2 separate regions of the Mus musculus genome follow, and region 2 is linked to region 1. A link is a contact called in public Hi-C data. All regions are on one chromosome and are shown on one strand. The core of a region is the stretch at or near the end of the contact, and the rest is flanking DNA. Distances in the headings are between cores, read along the strand shown.

What was found. Hi-C and Micro-C count contacts between places; a contact is called where the count stands out from the background.
Region 2: a Hi-C map of uterus shows a contact between it and region 1. The contact joins the promoter of Ctr9 here to the enhancer-like site in region 1. A contact is called at or near these places in 4 of 39 promoter capture datasets (the C10 cell line, embryonic stem cells, hippocampal neurons and 1 more), 3 of 15 datasets of contacts at CTCF or cohesin (embryonic stem cells, large pre-B cells and stem cell-derived epiblast-like cells), 32 of 484 Hi-C or Micro-C datasets (the AtT-20 cell line, B cells, the C3H10T1/2 cell line and 22 more), 7 of 115 datasets of contacts at active chromatin or transcription factors (the NIH/3T3 cell line, astrocytes, embryonic forebrain and 4 more) and 2 of 9 other capture datasets (embryonic stem cells and liver).

The regions. Positions count from the first base shown.
Region 1 is chr7:110,276,577-110,282,870 of GRCm38.p6, reverse strand. Swap70 (SWA-70 protein) reads right to left here. Exons shown (of 12, transcript NM_009302.3): 10 at 3,493-3,691; 11 at 2,208-2,304; 12 at 1-1,640. The coding sequence ends at 1,534. Among named protein-coding and RNA genes, the nearest start is that of Gm32861, 8.7 kb to the left of the region's middle. Within about 2 kb of position 3,485, at least 27 of the 459 cell types and tissues checked have an H3K27ac peak or open chromatin away from gene starts, as enhancers often do. A contact at or near this core is called in stem cell-derived neural stem cells and uterus, where this site is marked.
Region 2 is chr7:111,024,914-111,031,229 of GRCm38.p6, reverse strand. It overlaps Ctr9 (CTR9 homolog, Paf1/RNA polymerase II complex component), which reads right to left and starts at 2,279. Exons shown (of 25, transcript NM_009431.2): 1 at 2,049-2,279; 2 at 918-1,016. The coding sequence starts at 2,093.

The DNA of each region.
Region 1 (6,294 bases), core at 2,236-4,735:
CCTCTGGCTGTGCTGTAAGACAGTCCAGGTTTAAGGAGGGAGGTTCTGTCAGCCCGGCCCGGGCGATCCCTTTACCCCAGTCTCCCCTGGACCCCCAGGCCCTTGCTTCCGTCCAGACATTTCACACCGGCCAGTACCTTCTTGGAGTTTCTTTTTCTTTTCTCTCCAAGGACACTGAGGTCTCTAGGAGACATCATCAAGACACAGGGGAGACCCTGGTCCCCTTGGTCTGATTCCCGGCTGCACTGACAAGGAAACATGGTGAGTGAATGGCCAGGTCCAAACCTACACCCAAGTTATCCACTAAGAAGGTTCGTGACACAGTGATACTTTGCACACAAATCTAAACTGTATGAAGGCAACTATAAACATTAAATAAAATTACTTTTATTAAGCAGCCCAAAATCTTAAGAAAAATTGGTAAGACTTCCATTGGCAAATGTTTTCCAGTCATAAAAGGCAGAGATTAATGGAACTCTATCCAGTCCTTATGTAGATGCCAGGACTGCTGGGATCTATCTGTAGACTTGCACATGTCTGGAATGGCCTCCTTCCTGCTCTGAGGCAAGGCTGGACCAGGCCCGTGGGGGTCCCTGCTCTCTACTGAGTCCCACCTCTTCTGTGCCACATGGGTCACCTTCCTGTTTATAATGTAAAGCTTCTTGGCTGTGCATGGAGTTACTGCTGGTTACAGATTCCAACTAGTGTGGTAAGGCTTACTTTCCAACCACTCATCTCCGTCTCAGACCAGATTAGGGCTGAAATCATTCCTCAAACAAGAAGCATACAAACCACAATCTGTGTCATCCTCGGAGGGAAAAGCAGAGAGACATAGTTCTAGTGAAAGCCACAAGGCTGGCCATCATCCTGTGACACTTTACATCTTACCAGTCCACATTCTGTCAGCTTCCACTGTGCCCATGTAACCCCCCAAACTATCCAATCACCATTGATTTCAACAGACTAGCAGCTGGGGACAGAACACCCAAAGAACTAAGTTGAGCCGCTGGGCCAGGATAAGTCTTGCTTTGAGGTGAGGAGAAAGAAAATGCAAACGAAGCATGCCATGTGTGTGGTGGTCAGGGAGGGAAGTATCTTAGCTGAAGCTGGGAAGAGTCACCAACCAGATTCCATCCACAAGGGCAGTGACTAGTGACTTGTCCATCAGAGCACCAACAGCGGAGGCTTGCCATGACACCTGACTCAAAGAGGCCAACAGACCAGGCAATCGGCCAAGGGAATGCGCTGCCGGAGGGGAGGAGACAGCTGACCTCCCATCCAAGGCGGGGCTGAGACCAGGGGCTGCAAGGGCTGCAGAAGACAACAGTGAGGTGGCTCCAGCCACACCTGTGCCTATGTTCTCGCCAGGAGAGCTGAGACATCTCTAGAAGGTAAACATGGCGTCCTCAGCACAGGACCCTGCTGGAGCCCTGAGGGGAGACTTAGAAGCAGCAAAGCCAATGTTCTTGTCCCAGGTATGAAGCTCTTGACTCCTCACTGATGTGACTGACTGGGTGACCGCTGGGACGGCCGTCACTCTGTGGTCTTCTTCTCTTTCCAGCTCTTCTCTCTCTCCTCGAGCTCTGCCTGGGTGAACGCTGCGGGTCCCCAGTTGGTGATCAGATGAGGGTTCTTGGAACCTAAGCGACAAGCGTGCTTTCAATGCAGGAAGGCTGGCTCTCTCCGCACCTGTCATCGCATCAGGGGGACAACACTCCTACTTCTCTGAGGAATACCCAAAAAGGTCCGCCAGCCAAAAGAGCAGCAACTATGCACGCAGGGAGGTTACCCAGGAGCACTTACTAAGGAGGACAAGCTTAAGAGAATCCACAGGAGCATCATGGCTTCAGCGGGCTCTCTGCTCCCATCTCCCTGTAGGAACCCTGGGATTGCAAATGTACATTCCCCCATCCAGGCATTGGTAAGGGTTCCAAGGACTTGAACTTAAGTCGTCAGGCCTACATAGTGCCTTAACCCTTGAGCCATCTCAAGGATGAGCTCACACTTCAGACCCCAAGTGCTAGCAGTACAGGTAGCTGCTCCTATGCCCAGTTTTATGTGGTGCTATGTATAGAAGCAAGAGCTTTGTGCCCCTAAGAAAGTTACTGTTGTTTGTTCACATAAATTAAACTGCATAAATGCAACAGAAAATAAGTTAAAATAGATAATTATACATATATATATATATATATATATATAAATATTACCTGGTTCTATCAATCGTATTAATCCCTCATGATGGGCCACTTTGTCCTTCCAGCTCTTGGTCATATGTGTTGCCATCTCTAGCTTCTTTTTAACTCCCTAGGACAAAAGTGGCAGATTAAGATCTAAGTAGCGTGGACTGGCACCTACTGTACACCCGTGGACTCCCTCATTAAATGACCAGGGTCACTGTAAGGAGGAAGAGCTATCGTTATCTACTGCACACTAGCAAAAACTCAGGCTCAGAGAGCTAAGCATCTGCCCAAGGTGGAGGAAGCAGGGTGGAGGCCAAGCCTTGTGACTCCAAGGCTCATCTCACCTCATGCATGTGACAGTAGGCCCCTCTGTGTCAGCTTTCTGCCTCTGCCCCACACCTGCCCTTCCTGGCCTGTCTTGTTGCTAGCTCAGCTCTCTCACAATAACTGTCAGTCTTAGCTTCAATAGGAATAGGTTCTGAAGGACATGAAAAGGAAGGGCTGGTCTGCTGGCACACAGTCAGGACAACCATGGCCACGGTGTCCTTGAATGAGTGGCCCTAGTAGGTTCATATGTTTGAATACTTGGTTCCCAGTCAGTGGAGCTGTTTGGGAAGGATTAGGAGAGTGGCTTTGTTGGAGGAGCTATGTCACTGGGCTAGACTCTGAGGTTCCAAAAGAGCCATTCCAGTGTTTCTCTGCCTCATGCTTTCAGAAGACGTGGGTGCTCAGCTGTCCTTGCCTTTGTCTTCATTCCCCCATCATGGACTCTAACCACTGAAACCGTAAGTCCAATTGAATACTATTTTATAAGTTGCCTTGGTCACAGTGTTTTCTCACAGCAACAGTAACTAAGACATTGGTGTTGAGGACGTAGCTTCTCGGTGACTTCCTCTGGTCTCGAATGTCAGCACCTCTCTGCCACCATGGGCCCCTCCAATAAGGTCTGAGTGAGGGGCTGGGAGTAAGTGACCTCCCTAGGTGCTCACCCTCAGGGTGGGGCAATGGGTACTGCCTACACCTGCATGCTATCCCTGTGTCCTTGGAGTCAATTCTGCAGCGTGGGGACCCTCTGTCACAGCATGTAACTGTACTTCCTCATCACACTCCTGCATGGTCCCTGAGTGGACAGACACCTCTGTAGAAAACAAAATAAAACTGCTTCTTTCTTCTCTTTGCTAAGCAAGATTCCGCCAAGTGAGTGCTGGAGTCTGTTTACATTGGTTTGTGCAGTGTTAGGTGCAGAGCCCCACCCCCACCCCAGCTGATCTCAGGTGCCAGTTACAGGTGTGTCAGGGCTAAGTCCAGCCACCTCATACTGCTCCAGGGCCTGCTTCCGCTCCAACTCCAACTGTTCCAGCTGTGCCATGGCCTCCTGCAATGCCTGCTCCTTCATGACACGCTGCTGTTCCAGCTCCTGCTTCTCCGCCTCTGTTGTCTGAATGGCCTGCTGCTGCTCCAGGTGCCACTTTTCCAGCTCTGCCCTCTTAGAAGACTCTTCCTCCAGCAACCTGTAACACAGAGGACACTCGGGGTCACACCCTGCTGGGGACCCTGGCCAAGATGGACAAGCATTTCAGAGACGAGCATCTCAGTCATCCGAGGCCTCCCATCTTAAAGGAGACTGGGAGCCAAGGAGTGTCTATCACAAAGCCTGAGAGCAGCCCGCATGTCCTGCTCCAAGTGTCCTCAATCTTACATGAAGGAAAACGAAAACTAGCATTTAGACAGTGGCAAGTGTATGTTAAGAACAGCGTCAAGTGTGTTTTCTCCGCTGCTTTGCAGAGTGCACATATGTTCAATTAGTAGTCACATCTGAGATGAAGAAGTAAGGCCAAGGAGCCAAGCTCTGCAACCTGCCTAGTTGCTACAACACTGAAACATTTATTCATCTAATAAAGACCTATTACCAACAAAACAATCCTGGAGGTACCGGTCCCTCGTCACAGATGAAGGAATGTGTCCACAAGTGTACCGCAGAGGACACAATGGACTTCAATGCAGGTGTTTGACGCCAAAGTGCTAGTCGCAAGAACAAGCTGGCTTGGATTAGTCAACTACATTTGTGTTTAAATAAATAAACCAATACACCGCCCAAGCCTGCACTACGCAGACAGTGTAGCCAAACGCCAACAGTGTCAAGGCACAAGTCTAACAAGGAGCCACAGAGTCAAGTCATCTGGCAGGGCAACCACTGTCACCTGCAGCATCTGCTCTCTACAGCAGCAGCAAGGAAAGAGGCAAGGACCACACCACCCCTTCCAGATCCCAAATCCCCCTAGAGGCACACTTGAGCTCCTTGGAAGTCTCCAGAATACAGTGTCTACCACTGAGCGCAGCACCGCAGACAGCCCTGACATGCACTCCCCGTTCATAGCTATCCATTACGCATCTGTGTTCTTTGCCAATGCTCTTCTATGGTCAGTGAGAGTGCTGAAGTACAGAGGAAGGGCAAGCTTTCAGAGGGCTAGGCTGCTTCATGCAGCTAGAGAATAGCACAGTGGGGTCTTGTGGGAGGTGAAGCCCCATCTCCCAGTACAGACTCCACCATACAGACCTTGCCACCTGCCCTTGGCAGCAGAGCTTGGTGGAACAAGAAATGAGCTTGGCAAAGCAATTGTTCCCTGGAACTCTGACTCAAAAGCGCCTGGCACAGAACCAGAGACGATGGATAATTGTTCTTACTGATGGCAGGGGCAACAGGAGAGCTGACCTGTGTGTGTCTGTGGCATCCGCCCCAGGCCCATACCCCTTGGTTCCTGCCACTGTTCAAGCCAGGCCACCTGCCCTCCATGGAACTGGAGAACTATTTAAGAATGTTCCCATAAATCACCTTTTGCCTTCCCTCATCCAAGTTGGTTTCTGTGGTTTGCAAACTGACCTCTGACTAAAGGTTTCAGCACTTCCGCCCTTCCTGTGCCTAAGCGTCCTCCTTTACAGAGAAGGAATAAGCCAAGTGTGTGCACACGTCTGTCCTCCTAGCAACTCAGGAGGCGAAGACAGGAGAATCCGTTGTGACCTGCCATAAGGGTACTGGGACCTGGACCCTAGCCCACCATAAGAGCAGCAGCAAGTGTTCTTAGCTGCTGAGCCATCTCTAGTCCCTCTGTCTTTCTGATGTTCTCTTGACCTAATGCTATCATTCAACATCCTTCTTAATTCTGTACATGACGTATCTTCCCCATCCATGAATGAGATCAAAGAACAGAAAACTAAACATTGGCATGCTAAACACTGTACCTGCTACATCTAACTTCATCCTCACAGCCCTGAAACCGGCAATCACCATTATTTTATGGATAAAAAACTAAAAGTTTGACATAGTAAAATACTACTTTAAATTCAAGTACCATGGGAATTAAGTACCCATCCATACCTCACTTAAGAACCTGGGCCCCGGCTGCCTTCAAACACATGAAAAACATCCCAGCAGCTGGCAGAGAGGCAGCAGTGCACACTACTGTACCAGGTACATCATGGACCCTTTCAGGCATTCAAAAGCTATCCCCTGGGCCTGGGATGTAGCTCAGGTGGAAGAGTGCTTATCCATCTTGTACAGAGCTCTGGGCTCAATAGCTAGCTAGTAACAGATGCGGTACATGTCTGTAGGCAGCACTCCAGGGATGGAGTCCTGGAGATCAGGAGTTCAAGGTCATACTCAACTACATAGCATCTTCCTCCTGAGGTCAGCCTTTCTCAAAAATAATGATAATAAGCCGGGCAGTGGTGGTGCATACCTTCAATCCCATCACTTGGGAGTCAGAGGCAGGCAGACCTGGTCTACAGAGCCAGTTTCAGGCCATCTGGGGCCACATAGTGAGACTATATCTTAAAAATAAAACTCAACTTTAGTTTGGTGACATAAAAACTCACAGACCCATATGGCCTTTCAGCCGACCCTTCTAGCCCATTTCCATTCTTCTGTGTCACAGGGTGCAGGCTTTGTAAGGCTCACCTCATTTCCTGTTCCTTTCGCGGATGGCGAGGGGATGAGCCACTTCCTGCTCTTGCCACCACGCCATGCCTTCCCAGCAATTACAGACTCCCCTCTGGAACCGCAAGCCAAAGCGAACCCTCCTTTCCCTAGTTGCTTTTCTCATTATCAAAGCCAGAG
Region 2 (6,316 bases), core at 1,030-3,529, 750 kb before region 1:
ATTGAGCAGAATATGTGCCCAATTCTAAACCTACTTTTCTGACCATCAAGGTAACATTAGGAACTTTTTTTTTTTTTTGTTTTTCTAGACAGGGTTTCTCTGTATAGCTCTGGCTGTCCTGGAACTCACTTTGTAGACCAGGCTAGCCTCGAACTCAGAAATCAGCCTGCCTCTGCCTCCCGAGTGCTGGGATTAAAGGCGTGTGCCACCACGCCCGGCTGGAACTTCTTATGTATCTTTCTATGAAAGCCACTTGTAGCATACAAGTTTAGGAATAGTGAGTATAGTTTATCTTACAATTGCTCATAAAAAGGAAACATAATGCCAGGGAGTAGAGTGTCTAAAATTATAGGTTCCCACACTGAATTTGCTGAGAATTTCTAGTAGCATTCATATTATGAAGGCAGGAACAAATATGACAAAAAACGTGATACCGAGATAAATTTCACTGCAAAAGGGCCTTCTTCTGCATTAGCTTGGAGCCTAATCACCTTCCAGAATGTTTTAGAAGAAAAGCTATGGAAAGTAATGTTTATTCTATCTATACATAAGCTAAGTTTCATTGAATTACCACGAAGTAATTAAAACCTCAATATAGAGAACTATTTACCTTAAATGAATCTCTCACCTTTATCAACAGACATTAATTTACCAGTAGAGTTGTAGTTGGGAAACTGACCTTACTGTTCCATAAATGAGAATATAACCATTGTTCGTGAGTACGTGCCATCACAGTCCTGGAAGTAGACCAGGTTGACCTCAAACTCAGAGATCGACCTGCCTCTGCTGCTACTAATTTTCATACAGATGATTTAATCATGCACAACAGATTTAATCCTGTGGGCTATTACTGTACTTGAGAACCAAAATCCTATGTTTTTTTAGTCAACAGAAAAATCTGCTCTAGGAATACTGACCGCCAAGGCAATCCATATGTGCAGTTGTGTGTGCTCCTGCTTCAGAATGCTGATGACTTCGTCTCCCTCCGGTAACTGATCGAAGTCAAGTTCAATGACCTAAAACACAGAATAAACGTTTCGTTTCCTTTTTAAATTCACAATTTCTCTCTTCTGCGTGTTTTGAATACTCATCAATGCCCATACACAAAGGGTATGTACTCACTTTCAATGGAGTGAACTAATTAATACATGTTCCTATTTAGGAAACACATGGCAAACAGGTTGTAGTCTGGTTTGGTCAAAGCATAGAAAAGCAGGCAAATCCTGTTGGTCGTTCTTCACATCGCTAAAACTATAAAATTCTCAACGACTTGCTTACTCAAAACCAAAATGAAACCTTGTACAACCCATAGGCCAACGAAACACTGATGCCATAGGTCTGAGAGCTTGAGAAACTCTATCCCAGAGGACAGGCAAAGTTGAATACCAACGGTCACTTAAATCACGGAGGCAGTATCGTGGGTCACATACATGCCTAAAATGTGGGCACCAACAATTAGAAGAAAAATATTCTGGAATGTACCCAAGACCACCATATTTTAGAAATGAATTCTACCTCGATCGAAAATAAAAGTGTGTAAAATCTAGTCTGACTGAGGCAACGCTGGAGCTTTATTCGGACAAACCACACGCCATGGATGAAAGTGGGTCGTTGCCATCAGCACACAGGAGCGGCTAAATCTCGGGCCCCTTATCTCGCCCAGAGAGCTGTGTTAATAGTGTGCCTTGACAGACTTTTCTTCCATGGCATTAAGAGCCGTCTCTCAGATACCCAGGGAGATTTAAAAAAATAAACAAATCCCAAGTTGGAGCAGCAGGTAGCCCCTGGGGCACTGACTCCCCTCTGTAAGAGGTGAGGTTTACTCGGCGCTCACACCCCTGCGCCTCGGAAGACAGCCGACTGTCAACAAGGAGCAGGCTGCAGGCGAACTTTCCCGAAGTCCTTGCGGCCAGAAAGGTGACCAGCTGAGTGGTGCCTGGGCCGAGAAGCTCGGCTGCGGCTCTCCCCTCCAAAAACCAAGCGGAGCAAAATCGGCGCTGGGATCGTCCAAGTTCATAGCCCTCCCCCGCTGCACACTCGGCACCCACCTCGTCAGTATCCCGGAGGGGAATCTCGATGGAGCCCCGCGACATGGTGAGCTCTGAAAGCAGGCGCTTCTCACCCCGCCGCTCGGCAGATCGCAGTCCCGGCTTCCAGCCTTACAGAGGTTACCACACCTCACACCCAGCGGAGCTGCCGGAGACCAGCTTCTCCTCTGCTGTCCGCCGCTGAAACAACGAGCTTCAGACCGCGACCGGCCACTTCCGGAGGCCCCGCCCCCTGTCCCGGAAGCACTACCAGTAGGGCGTGTCCCACGCGAGCTCCGCCCGCCTGGCGGCTCTGATGCGTCCTTCTTTGGAAAGACTGATAGTCCTGAGGTTGTTGTTGTGTCAGCCGTAGGTGACCGAGCGCCTTCGGGAACGCGGCATCTGCCGCTAAGGTGTCCAAACTGAGCTCCTCACAGACCCGCGCCGGAGCGGGGAGTGGTGGTGGTGAGGCGAAACCACGCCTCTATGGGCGGGGCCTCTGGTGACGAATTCTATGGGCGGTGCCTTGCCTCTTCGGCCACTTAAGCTTCTTGGGGGATAATTCAATCTTTTATCAGCTTTACAGTCGTTTTGTGTTGTCCCAGCCAGTTTGTGCAAGTCACACTGGTGATGTCGTTGTGACTAGTTTAAATAGACATAATCAGTGAATTCTGAAGTTATGGTAATAATGCACGGATTATTATTTTTATTTGTTGCGTTACATATTTGTATATGGATACATGCGAGCGATGGTGTGGCAAATGGAGGGCAGGGGACATCTTGTGGGAATCAGTTTTCTCCTACTCTGAAGGTCGTAGGGCTCGAACTCAGATAGACAGCGTTGGAGCCAGGCAACTTTTTGCAGACCCTGTTTATTTCTTGAGATATTCTGTATCCCAGGTTGACTTGAAACTCCCGACCTCAGCCTTCTGACTGCTGCAGTTATTGGCATATGCTTGGGCACCTGGCTTATATATATTTCTTAATGTACTTATATTTCTTTAGGAGCACAATGAAAAGGAACTGCTAGGTTTGATTTAAATAAAATCAAAAGAATTCTATTAAACCTAAATAATGAAATTATAGAATTCAAAAACATTTTAGCTCATGATTTCATTATAGAAGAGTATTAAATAGTTTCTTGTGCTTGGAATAAACAAGGGAAGGATCTTAATAAATAAGCGAATAGGCCGGGCAGTGGTGGCATGTACCTTTAATCCCAGCACTTGGGAGGCAGAGGCAGGCTGATTTCTGAGTTTGAGGCCAGTCTGGTCTACAGAGAAACCCTGTCTCGAACCCCCCCCCCCAAATGGGGAATAAAAAGGGTTAGTTTAACTGGGTGTGGTGGCACATGTCTTTAATCTCAACTCTTAGGAGGGAGGAGCAGGAGGAGAGCGCTGAATTTAGGCCATTCTACTCTATACATGGAGTTCCAGGCTAATCTGGGGTTACAGAATAGAGAGATCCTGTCTCAAAACAGAGCCCCCCTCCATCCCTGCTAGCCAGTGTTTTTTAAGATATTCACTGCTCTTTCTCCCAATTTCTTCTGCTGAGCCAAAGCTACTATTATCTCTTTGCCATCTTTTCTTGATTCTTCATCTTCTCTGGCTTCAAGCTCCAACCTAGTTTCAGCTATATTTCACTCGTAGGTATTTATGAAAAATGCCAGTTCATTTATAGTTTTCCTCTTAACTCTCTTAAAACTCTTGAGAAGAAACTAAATTAAATTTATTTATTTATTAAAGATTTATTTATTTATTATATGTAAGTATACTGTAGCTGTCTTCAGACACACCGGAAGAGGACATCAGATATTACAGATGGTTGTGAGCCACCATGTGGTTGCTGGATTTTGAATTCAGTCAGTGCTCTTAAACCGCTGACCATCTCTCCAGCCCCTGAATTCAATTTATGTTGTGACTTAATGGTTGTGTAACTATTTTTACATGTTTGAATAAGTGCTTGCCAAATAAATAAAGTGCTATCTACATATGTAATCTTAAAAAATTTTTTTAGAGAAGGTCTTACTATGTAGCCTGTAACTTACTATGTAGATTAGGTTGGTCTTGAACTCACAGAGATCTGTCTGTCTCTGCCTGTGCAGTGCTGGGTGAGCCACCTATGCCCATCATAATTTAAAGAATGTTAGCAACCACATTAAAATATAAAAGCCAGATTAAATTAATTTTAGTAATATATTTTATCATTTTTCCTATTAGGTCTTGGAAATCCAGCATGTATTTTATATATATATAATTTAGTTGATGAATTTTATTTGGGTCAATATTTAGATTTTCTAATATCTACAATTGGAAGAGGAGTCACATACCTCAGTTTTCCATAATTTCAATTAATTACAATTAAAGTCAATCCTCCACTTGGATAAGCCATATTTCAAATGTCCTCACATGCATTTAATGGATATTGTTTTAGGAAGTACACTGACTTCTGCTTAAATCGTGACAAAGCTTATAACGAATCACACACACACACACAGAGACACACACACACACTTTGTGGTAGGCAGTGGTGATTATTTTACATGACCCAAAGCTTCCCTGGTATGAAAGTCCCTGTCAGACATTTGGTCTCTTGTTTACTGGTAACCAAAGATATCTTGATAATATAGAACTCGATGTTTGGTTAATAGGGGAACTTGATTTAGACTGGGATTTGGAAGATGTGATAATTAATGGGGAATTTAGTATGATTTGGGTGGGTGTGTACTAGAGAGAGGAGCTTCATGAATCCAGAAGGAAGCCATGAGACTGGAGCGTAAGGCATGGGTGCGTGGAGAGTAGGGTGAAGTGAAGATTCCTACTTCAAGCATGCTGATGTTAGCCGCGTAGAACAAAAGCTCATGGTGTTAGTCAGCACTGATGTCCCAAGGTGCAGCAGGAAACACAGAGTACTTTGTGCTTTGAAATAAACCAGTATAGGACAATGTTTAACTTCCTACAGCCTCCCAAGAGGAAAGTATTTAACATTTCTCAAATGACACTGGTTCTCTGACAGAACAATTTAATTGCAGACTTTAAATGTGAAAGTTTGGAGACATGAGATCATTTGGAATCATGTGAGAAAATAGTCCTTTTCCCACCACTAACTGACTAATTATAAAACTGGAAACTCTGGTGTGTATAGATTTGATGAACCAGTCCTTTTTTTTTTTAAGATTTATTTATTATATGTAAGTACATTGTAGCTGTCTTCAGACACTGCAGAAAAGGGCATCAGATCTCATTACAGATGGTTGTGAACCACCATGTGGTTGCTGGGATTTGAACTCAGGACCTTCGGAAGAGCAGTCAGTGCTCTTAACCTCTGAGCTATCTCTCCAGCCCGAACCAGTCCTTTTAAGTCTGAGCTCACTTAAAAACTCTTCCAAGTGTTTTATTTTTAACTTAAGAATCGTATTTATTATTTACTATTGTGTGTGTGGAGGACAGAAGACAACTTTCAGGTATTTCTTCTTTCTTTCCATCAAGGGCTCCAGGGATCAACCTCCAATGTAGGCTTGCACATCAAGGGCTTTTACCCATGCAGCCATCTTACTAGCCCACAGATGTTACTATAAGTGATTGCTCTAACAATAGCTCTGCTTTGGTGTCCCCTCCCCCTCCCCTTCCTCCTTCAGACTTATTTTTATTTAAGTATGTGAGTGTGTGGTGTGTGTGTGTGTTTTATACCACACGTCTGTCTTCAGGTTCCTGTGGAGCCTAGAGGAAGGTATTGGATACCCTGGACAAGACAGTTGCAATTGTGAGTTGCTCAACGTGGTGCTGGGCGCCAAACTTGGTCGTCTGGAAGCACAGAACACACTTGTAACCACTCAGCCATCTCTAGCTCTCCCACCCCCACTCCCTGAGTTCGGGGTTTTGACCTAAGTGCCTTGCGACTGAAAAGTTTTAAAAGATGTGTATGCATCAGAGAAAGGGAATGAGAAAACGTTCTCTGTGGCTTTAGAAGATTGTCCTGTGTGCTTGCAAATGGACTGGAAGGTGAAAGAATGTGGCTAGACTGCTTAAGAGACTCCTGTCCTAGTGGCATGCTGCATCCCTGAGGTAGTGGAGGAGGAGTGAGGGGTTTAAGGTTCGGTCTGTCTAGCCACTGATCCACCAGCTGATAAGACTGAGCTGGCCAAAGGCAGTCATCAGCTAAGCAGCTGGAGATGGAGACCTGAAGGACGACTCCTGACTTGGAGAAGGAAGCCTGAGAGCTACTAGCATTTAAATGAAATTTAGTTCCAAGACAGTCCAGGCTACACAGAGAAACCCTGTCTTTTGTTT